2 separate regions of the Mus musculus genome follow, and region 1 is linked to region 2. Evidence: chromatin contacts called from public Hi-C data. All regions are on one chromosome and are shown on one strand. Each heading gives the region's core, a stretch centred on a gene start, on an enhancer-like site or on the middle of the called end of the contact. The rest is flanking DNA. Distances are from core to core; before and after follow the strand shown. Region 1 overlaps Nek6 (NIMA (never in mitosis gene a)-related expressed kinase 6). Region 2 has its middle 30 kb from the start of Gm25081.

Region 1 (4,157 bases), core at 1,375-3,874, 140 kb before region 2:
CCAGCAGTAAGACTTCAGCAGAACTTATTGAGTCTTTCTTTAAATGACAGATACTGGCAGCATATAATGGAAGACATTGTAGTGAAGAAAGGGCATGAAGGACTTTGAAAAGTCTAGGCCCCTGCTTACCACCTGAAGAGCTCCAGGCAAACCATTGGAGTCAGTTCTAGGGAATGGTGGTGATGGTTAGGTTTGGTTTTCAAGACAAGGTTTTTCTGCATAGCTCTAGCTGTCCTGGAACTCAGAGAGATCCGCCTGCCTCTGCCTCCCAACTGCTGGGATTAAAGGCAAGTGCCACCACTGCCCAGCTCTAAGGAGGTTTTAAGCACCAACAACCACGAACAAACAGACCTGTGAACTATTATGTGCGCTGAGTATGCCACCATTCTCCGTGGGCATAACTTATCATGACTGCCCTTTTGCTTTCTCAGGAGGAAGAAGCCAAGAAGCTAGTGAGTGAGGCTATTGCAGCTGGCATCTTTAATGACTTGGGGTCTGGAAGCAACATTGATCTGTGTGTTATCAGCAAGAGCAAGCTGGACTTTCTTCGTCCATTCTCAGTGCCCAACAAGAAAGGGACCAGGTAAGTGAACGGGATATCATTTTTTTCTGTCCCATCACCTTTGGCATCCCTATGCCATCTGGATTGGGCTCTCTGGATGTTTCCCTGCACTGAGAAAAGCCAAATGTTCCAAAGCAGCTTATACAACAGTCCTTTGAGTCGGGCTACTCAAAGATCCCAGCGTTGGTCAGGCATGGAGAAGTGTCTTAATCTGTCATGTGTTGGCAGGAAAGGTGGAATGGGTCTAAGAGAAGGCTTCAGAGTCAGTTGGGACATTGAAGTGTGTGTCCCCTGTCCCACCCCCCTGTGGTTTCTTCAGCATCTTAAGCCCTGTATGGAATCTTGTGAAGTGTTTATGTTTCATGGTAGCCAGCCCACAGCCTTTCTTCAGGCTGGCCCAAAACATCCTAAAAGTCCTAATCCTGTGGCTATAAGCCTCTGAATTGTGGCCATGGTTTGTACCAGTGTTGTTTATGCTACAGTCATGCCACTGAAACTGTGGCCTACATCCCTGGGTGCCTCACTTCAGTGGTGCAAGCCAAGATCTGAGCTGTTATGGGATGTTCTAGGTCCAAAAGACATGGTGTTTGCATGTACCTGTAGTTCACGAATTGACAGTTATAGCTACTTGAGCGCTCTGATTAGTAGCATGTGACCTCTGGAAGGCTTGCTTCTATACCCACTGAGGATCCCTAGCTCTAGATTCACAAGAAAAGGTGGGTCTTCAGTATTAACAGTGCCTCGTTGTAGGCTGTTCTCAGCATTGTGGAAGCTTAGTGTCAGACAGCTCTGGGGTGGGTGACAGGGATGGCCACTGGCTGGCATGGTGGCTCTGGGTATCAGTCCTGTATTTGAAATGACAGAGCTAGGGTAGTGTGATGCCAGTTCCTTGGGCATTGAGTGAAAAGGGAAGCTGCCTTTAAGATCTAGGGCTGGTTTGGGAAAGCAGCTTCCACTGAAGGATGCTGATCTGATCCTTTGGGAAGAGAACTAGGGAGTGCTTCTGTTCCATGTGGGCTGAATGATAGTCGCCCAGACAGAGAATTCTAAAAGCCACCCTTGAAAAGTAGGTGTGATTGCAAAAGGAACCTTTGTGCTAAAGGTAGCACTGTGGAGCCAGGGATCTGGTTTTTGTGGAAGAACACTTGCCTAGAATGTGGGAGGCTCTGGGTTCTATTCCTAGCCTTTAGGGTGGGGATGGACCCAACAAGGTGACAAGGAAGGGGAGGTGTGCAATAATCTGCCTTGGGGCGGTACCAGTATCCACACACTCTAGAACCCCACTGTCCTTTAGACTAGTTAGTGATTGTGAGAATGCTGCCTGGATGAGGGAACCCTCTCCAGAAGAAACAACAGGTGAGGGCTAAGGCTTGGCAGTTGTTCCATGCCTGTCACCATCATGGAATCATGGATGGACCTGGCTGCTACCCTGCATGCTGCTAAGACCAACAGCCTTATCCAAAAGGTACAAGGGCTCTTGTGTCCACTCCCCCTAAAGACAGGGTAAAGCTCAAATGAATTATCTTGTTGGGCCATTGTCTCAAGGCAACATTTAACTGCCAGTATAGCCCTGCAAGGTGCAGTCCAAGAGATGTTTTTAAACCTTAGGACAGATAGATGTATTTTGAAAAAGTATGCCTTCCACCTGAGCTGTCATGTACCTCCCATCTGCTCCCTGTTGAAGCTCAAGTGCTGTTTAAAGGGATACATTTTCTAGGAGCATGTGATAATGGCACAGCTTCCACTGATCGGACACAACCTTGATGGAACTGTGACTCCAGACAGACAGACACATGACAAAGGAACAGTTTTCTGGTACCATATTTTGGCAGACTCAGGACTGGAGAGTTTGAGTACGTGTGGATAAGGATGAGAGCCTTGTGCTCAGAGCAAGCCCCAAGGAGGCAGGTCAGGTGAGCATGTCCTAGTGGCAATCAGTCCACTGTGCCCTGCAGGGACAGTTGGCCTAGAGTGAGGCACTTGGAGCTTGGCTGTGGACTATGTTGTATTGCTGGTGCTTCTAGAGATGAGGGGCAGAAGGCGAATTACATCACTCATATTTAATGCCCAGGATGTGAGTTTTACGGAAGTGGAAGCCTCAAGTCACATGACCAAGTAGCTTCTAGCTCTACTGAGAATGGTGGGATGTGGAAGGAAAATTGAAAAACAGTGCTTTTTCTATTATCTCTTAAGTATTGTCTCATGCACATGCGAGTGCATGCATGCACACACACACACATGCACGCACGCACGCACACACCCCTTTCAAGTGTACCATTTGGAAGTAAAGGGAGGTTGACTCCTTGAAGCCCCAGAGGTGGAGTTCTCAGAGTCTAGTCAAGCCTGTTGCTGTCTGGCCAAAATGTCTCTGTCCTGACCTCCGTTGGGCACTTGAGCAGAAGTCTAATTGCTTTTATTTTTCTCATTAGGCTTGGCCGGTACAGATGTGAGAAAGGCACTACCGCTGTCCTCACCGAGAAAGTTACCCCTCTGGAGATTGAGGTGCTAGAAGAGACTGTTCAGACAATGGATACTTCGTGAATGGTGCTGTGGGTGGTTGGATAACTCTAGATGACTCGGGGTGCATACCACCCCTACCCCAACCCCATTCTACCCCAACCAGAAAACATGCCTTTGGCAATTGCTCAATTAAAATAAATAAATAAAAAGACAAAAAACTTAGTGAGTGGTTGTAATGTTGGAACTGTGCGTTTGGGCTCCTACTGACCCGACTTTCCTTTCTATGTTCCAGATCTTTCTGGCGTGTTAGTGGTGTGGTCCTCTGAAACTGATTAGTTCTTTGTGGCAAAAACAAAAAACAAAAACAAAAAAACAGATTGGGTTTTTGGTTCTAAAGAATATGACCTAGGCCTATATTTGTTTACTTTATCTTCACTTGGGGGTAACCCCAGGCACCTGTCCTAACAGAGTGAATCAGTGCAAAGCAGTGGCAAGGAAGTCTCAGGCTGAGTGGATGGCTTCCCTACATAAACAAGACCCTAGTTCCCCCTCCCCAGGACAGATATCTTCAGTTTGAATTCTCAGCCTAAACATGCTCAGGTCTAGAGAAAGATAGATGGAAACTGGGTATTTGTGTGGCTGTATGAGACTGGTGAGCTGCACTCTAGCCATTCTCGTGACAACTAAAGGAAAACTTGATGTTTGCTGTTTTGCAGTAATTAGACATAGCATTGCTTTGCTTCTCTGGATAGTGATTGTCCAGTGGAGACTGTACATCCCAAGGGCCATTTTATTGGGCAGATAGTTCTCTTGGTGTGGACAATGGGTAGAGTGCTGAAATGAAGTTCTTTGGTTTGCAGAGGCTGCTTGTACCAAGGGCAGATAGAACAGAGCCTCTAAGAACAGAAACAGTTCTTACAAAGACCCAGGAAAACTTTCAGGAGTTAGTGCTGGGCAGGAGACAGCGACTCTGATCCTTTCTCAGAGTCAGTATTCTGGGCAGGACACTGGAGGACAGATTCCCTTGTGCAAACTGCTTGAAAGGGTACAGTGGATTTATTGAGGGCAGCAGCTTGGCTGATGAGTGTCAGAATTATTTGGGGAACTTAAGAATATTCTGGTGTTACTTGGACGG
Region 2 (4,336 bases), core at 126-2,625:
GAAGAGAAGAACTCTTCCCAACTTCTCCCAACTCCTCAGCTAGCTGTTAAAAGCCCCCTACTGTCACCGCTCGGGGGTCGAACTCCCTTGCTCTGCAAGGCGCGAGGGGTTCCTCCTCAGCTAGCTGATAATAAAACCTCTTACAGCTTGCATCAGGTGTGGTTTTCTCTCAAGATGTTGGGGTGTTGGCCAGCTCATCCTGGGACTTGAGCGGAAGCCCAGCATGGGGGGGGGGGGTCTTACAGTTTCATCAGTAAAGTGCCTGGCAGGAGCTTGGATTCACAACACCATGCAAAGAGCCAGGTATGAGAGTGAACCGGAAATTATGAGCTATGGGATGCCTTGAGACCTTCTCTCAAAAAATAAGGTGGGGGTGTCAAGAGGCACGTGATAGTGCTTTCTGGCCTACACACACACACACACACACACACACACACACACACACACATACACACACACATACACACACACACACACACACACACACACACACACATACACACACACACACATATATACACACACACACTAGCATCCAAAGACAAGGGCTGAGGGTTTTTGTTGTTGTTATTGCTTTTGGGTTGTTTTTTCTTTTTTTTTTTTTCAAAACTGTTGAAGAGAGTACCTCAAGACAGGAGCTTCATTAAACTTCAGGGTGGAGCACTTGCTCAGAACGGCAGTTAGAGGACTTTTTAGTGGAAACCTCCAAAACCAGAAGATAGAGCAATGAGAATTCTAAACCAGCCTGACGAGCTAGAGTGCCACACAAGGCAAAAATACCCTTCAAAACTTAAATCAAAGTGACAGCATTTCAGGGGCAAGCTGGGGTGACACACACTTTTAATCCCAGCACTCAGGAGGCAGACGTGGGAGGAGCTCTGTGAGTTTGAGGCCAACCTAGTCTACAGAGCAAGTTCTAAGACAGCTGGGGCTACACAGAGAAATCGTTTCTCAAAACAAACAACAAAACAGGAAATAGATACAAGTTGAAAAGTTTCATTGTCAGCAGTCTTTCAGCTATACTTCCTTGCCAGGCATGGTAGTGAAGGCACACCTTTAATCTCAGCACTTGGAAGGGAAGCAGATCTGTGATCTCTGTGAGTTCAAGGCCAGCTTGGTTTGTGTAGTGAGTTCCAGGACAGCCAGAGCTGCAGAGACCCTGTCTGAAACAACACAACAGTCCCTCAATCTGGAAAATGGTCCTAGCTGGGTGCTTGGGACTATGCAGTAGAATGCAGGAAACTGGACAGTATGTTTAATTTGTCTGGAACAACAACATTATACATGTAGTGTGGGGGTTGGAACATCTGTAAAAGGAAAATATATGGCCATGCCACCACAAAGTTCAGATGTGGAAGTGGAGTTAAAGCCTTGTAAGCTCACTGAATGTTCCAGGGAGAGGCTAAAAGGACTGAGACCCGCAGCTGTGGGACAGTATCACATGGCCTAACAGTCATGAGTCAGATTCCCAGAAATATAAGAGAAAGAAGAAAAGAGCTGCAAGAAGCACTTGAAGAGATAATGGCTGGGAATTGCCTCCAAATGAATAAAAGACAAGAAAGAAGAAATCATCGATCCAAGGAGCTCAGATGACAGCAAAGAAAAATACTGAAAGGAAGGAAGGGAAGGGGAGAGGAGAAGGGGGGAAGAGTGAGAGAGAGAGAGAGAGAGAGAGAGAGAGAGAGAGAGAAGGCTAGAGAGAAAAAGAGTAGGAGAGAGGAGAGGAGAAGAGAGGAGGGGAGAAGGGGAGGGGAAGGGGTAGGGAGAGAGGGAAGGAGAGAGGAGAGAGAGTAGGGTTGGGGAAATGGTCACTGAGTGCTTGCAGTCTGGATGTAAGAATCTGAGTTTTAATCTCCAGCCCCCACATTAAGAAGCGTGTTCTCTCCTTCTGTCCTGAGGGTCTTCAGGCTTGGCAGCAGTGGCTTTACACACTGGATCATCTCACTGGCCCTCACAAACTTATTTTCAAGATAGACTTAATGTGTAGCCCTGGCTAGCCTAGAACTCACTTTGTAGACCAAGCTGGCCTCAAAGTCATAGAGACCCCCCCTGCTTCTGACTGTGTCTGAACTAACATAGTTTTTAAATTCTCTGGATGTGTGTATGTATGCTTCTGTATGTTGGGATGTGGATACACATTTATGCTACATGTAAGGGACAACCTTGGATATTAGTGTAAAGCTAGTATTGTGTGTGGGTGGGCTGTGACAGGAGGGTCAGTGGGCCTTTCCGGCTGCTGGTCTAGCTCTAGTTTCAGTGAAAGGCCCCGTCTGAAGGGAGTCAGGTGGACAGGATAAAGCAGGACACCCAGCACTCTCCTTGGGTGTGTAATAGCACACATGTACACACAAAAAATAAAAACACACAAAAACTGTCATATTCAAACTGCTCACAATTAAAGATGAAAAGAAAACCTTGAATCATAGAGGCAACCAGAGATAAAAGCCATTTTACACATAGAGGTACAAAGATGAGGACCACAGACTTCTCAGCAGAAATGACACAAGACAGAGCCCCGAGTGTCATCTCTTTCAAAGTATTAGGGGGTATTAGGGGGAATACCTGTCAACTCAGAGTGATCTACCTAGTGAGAATATCATCCAAACATTCAGGAGACCTAATGATGTTTCTATTCAGAAAACTTATTACCCATACATTTCACACTAAAGACACAGTATAAGTGCTTAGGGAGAAGAAATTACAGGCAACCTATATCTACAGTAAGAGATAAGAATGGAAATAGTGTCAATTAGAGTAAAGAGAAAATGCAATGTACTGTAGGTTTACACTGCTTGTATATTTGACAAAATAATACAGAGAACGAGAAGTCTGCTGCAGTGTGAACTTTGTACTGTACACGAAGCAATATAATTGTTACTGTTCTCAAGATGCCCGAGAGAATAAGGTAATGAGTGGGTGGGACTATTTATTTTGGCTCATACTTTCAGAGAGTTTACTCTATGGTCACGGTCACAGGACGGCATAGGGGCAGGAGTGTGTTCGGTCAATGATGGGGTCTGCTTACCTCAAGACAACAAGAAGCAGAATAAGGCATAGAGGAGGCAGGGATAAGGCACTCCCTACAGACTCATATTCTCTAGTGATCTAACAAATTCCCCCAGTGATATCCTACCTCCTAAAGTTTCTAGAACCTCCCCAATATCTCTACCTCATGGACACCAAGCCCCTAACACATGATCATCTTGGAGAGATGTCACATCAAGGCTTAAACAATCCCAGCACTTGGGAGGCAGAGGCAGGCGGATTTCTGAATTCGAGGCCAGCGTGGCCTACAAAGTGAGTTCCAGGACAGCCAGAGCTATACAGAGAAACCCTGTCTCGAAAAACAAACAAACAAACAAACAAACAAACAAAAACAAAACAAAACAAAAAAAAAGAAAATAGATAGCTAGCAATCAAACATATACAATGTAAGATACGGCAGACAAGGCTGGAGAGATGGCTTAGTGGTCAAGAGCACTGACTGCTCTTCCAGAGGTCCTGAGTTCAATTCCCAGCACCCACATGGTAGCTCACAACCATCTATAAAGGGATTTGATGCTCACTTCTGGTGTGCAGGTGTACATGCAGCAGAGCACTCAACACATACAATAAATAAGCTGGCAAACAAACAAAATGATAGGACAAACATCAAATGTTTTTCTAAAAACCCATAAGGTACTAGGGAGGTGGCTCTGTGGGTAAAAGCGCTTGCCTAGCAAATATGAGGGTCTAGGATCAAATCCTGAGGACCCGTGTAAAAGCTGAATACATAGTGTGAGCACCTGCAATCCAGCATCCAAGGGTGAGATGGGAAGCAGAGACAGGGGGATCCCCAGAAGCTCACAGACCAGCAAGCCTGGCCTGTGCAGTGGGAAAAAACCAACAAAGAGAACCTGACTCAGACAAGGTGAAAGGCAAAGCTAATATCCAAGGTTGTCCCGTACATGTATGCTGTAGCATAAATGTGTACCCACATCCCAACATACAGAAGCATTCATACACACATCCAGAGAATTTAAAAACTATGTTAGTTCAGACACAGTCAGAAGCAGGGGGGTCTCTATGACTTTGAGGCCAGCTTGGTCTACAAAGTGAGTTCTAGGCTAGCCAGGGCTACACATTAAGACTGTCTTGAAAATAAGTTTATGAGGGCCAATGAGATGACCCAGTGTGCAAAACCACTGCTGCCAAGCCTGAAGACCCTCAAGACAGAAGGAGAGAACCCATCTCTGCAAGTTGCCCTCTGGCCTCTACACATGCACCCAGGCATATGCACACGTATACACACATACATATGCACTGTGATGGCTACCCACAGTTGTCAAATTGACCT

Evidence for each region. Hi-C and Micro-C count contacts between places; a contact is called where the count stands out from the background.
Region 1: a contact with region 2 is called in a Hi-C map of bone marrow-derived macrophages, with 46 read pairs. The contact joins two enhancer-like sites. A contact is called at or near these places in 1 of 15 datasets of contacts at CTCF or cohesin (CD8 T cells), 22 of 484 Hi-C or Micro-C datasets (the AML12 cell line, CD8 T cells, the G1E-ER4 cell line and 13 more), 11 of 115 datasets of contacts at active chromatin or transcription factors (the HPC-7 cell line, a beta-TC-6 cell line, embryonic basal ganglia and 4 more) and 4 of 9 other capture datasets (adipose tissue, liver, macrophages and 1 more).

What each region holds. Positions count from the first base shown.
Region 1 is chr2:38,587,123-38,591,279 of GRCm38.p6, reverse strand. Nek6 (NIMA (never in mitosis gene a)-related expressed kinase 6) reads right to left here. Exons shown (of 10, transcript NM_021606.3): 10 at 3,790-4,157. Psmb7 (proteasome (prosome, macropain) subunit, beta type 7) reads left to right here. Exons shown (of 8, transcript NM_011187.1): 7 at 432-583; 8 at 2,992-3,234. The coding sequence ends at 3,103. Among named protein-coding and RNA genes, the nearest start is that of Psmb7, 55 kb to the left of the region's middle. Within about 2 kb of position 2,624, at least 4 of the 459 cell types and tissues checked have an H3K27ac peak or open chromatin away from gene starts, as enhancers often do. A contact at or near this core is called in bone marrow-derived macrophages, where this site is marked.
Region 2 is chr2:38,447,845-38,452,180 of GRCm38.p6, reverse strand. No RefSeq gene overlaps it. Among named protein-coding and RNA genes, the nearest start is that of Gm25081, 30 kb to the left of the region's middle. Within about 2 kb of position 1,375, at least 16 of the 459 cell types and tissues checked have an H3K27ac peak or open chromatin away from gene starts, as enhancers often do. A contact at or near this core is called in bone marrow-derived macrophages, where this site is marked.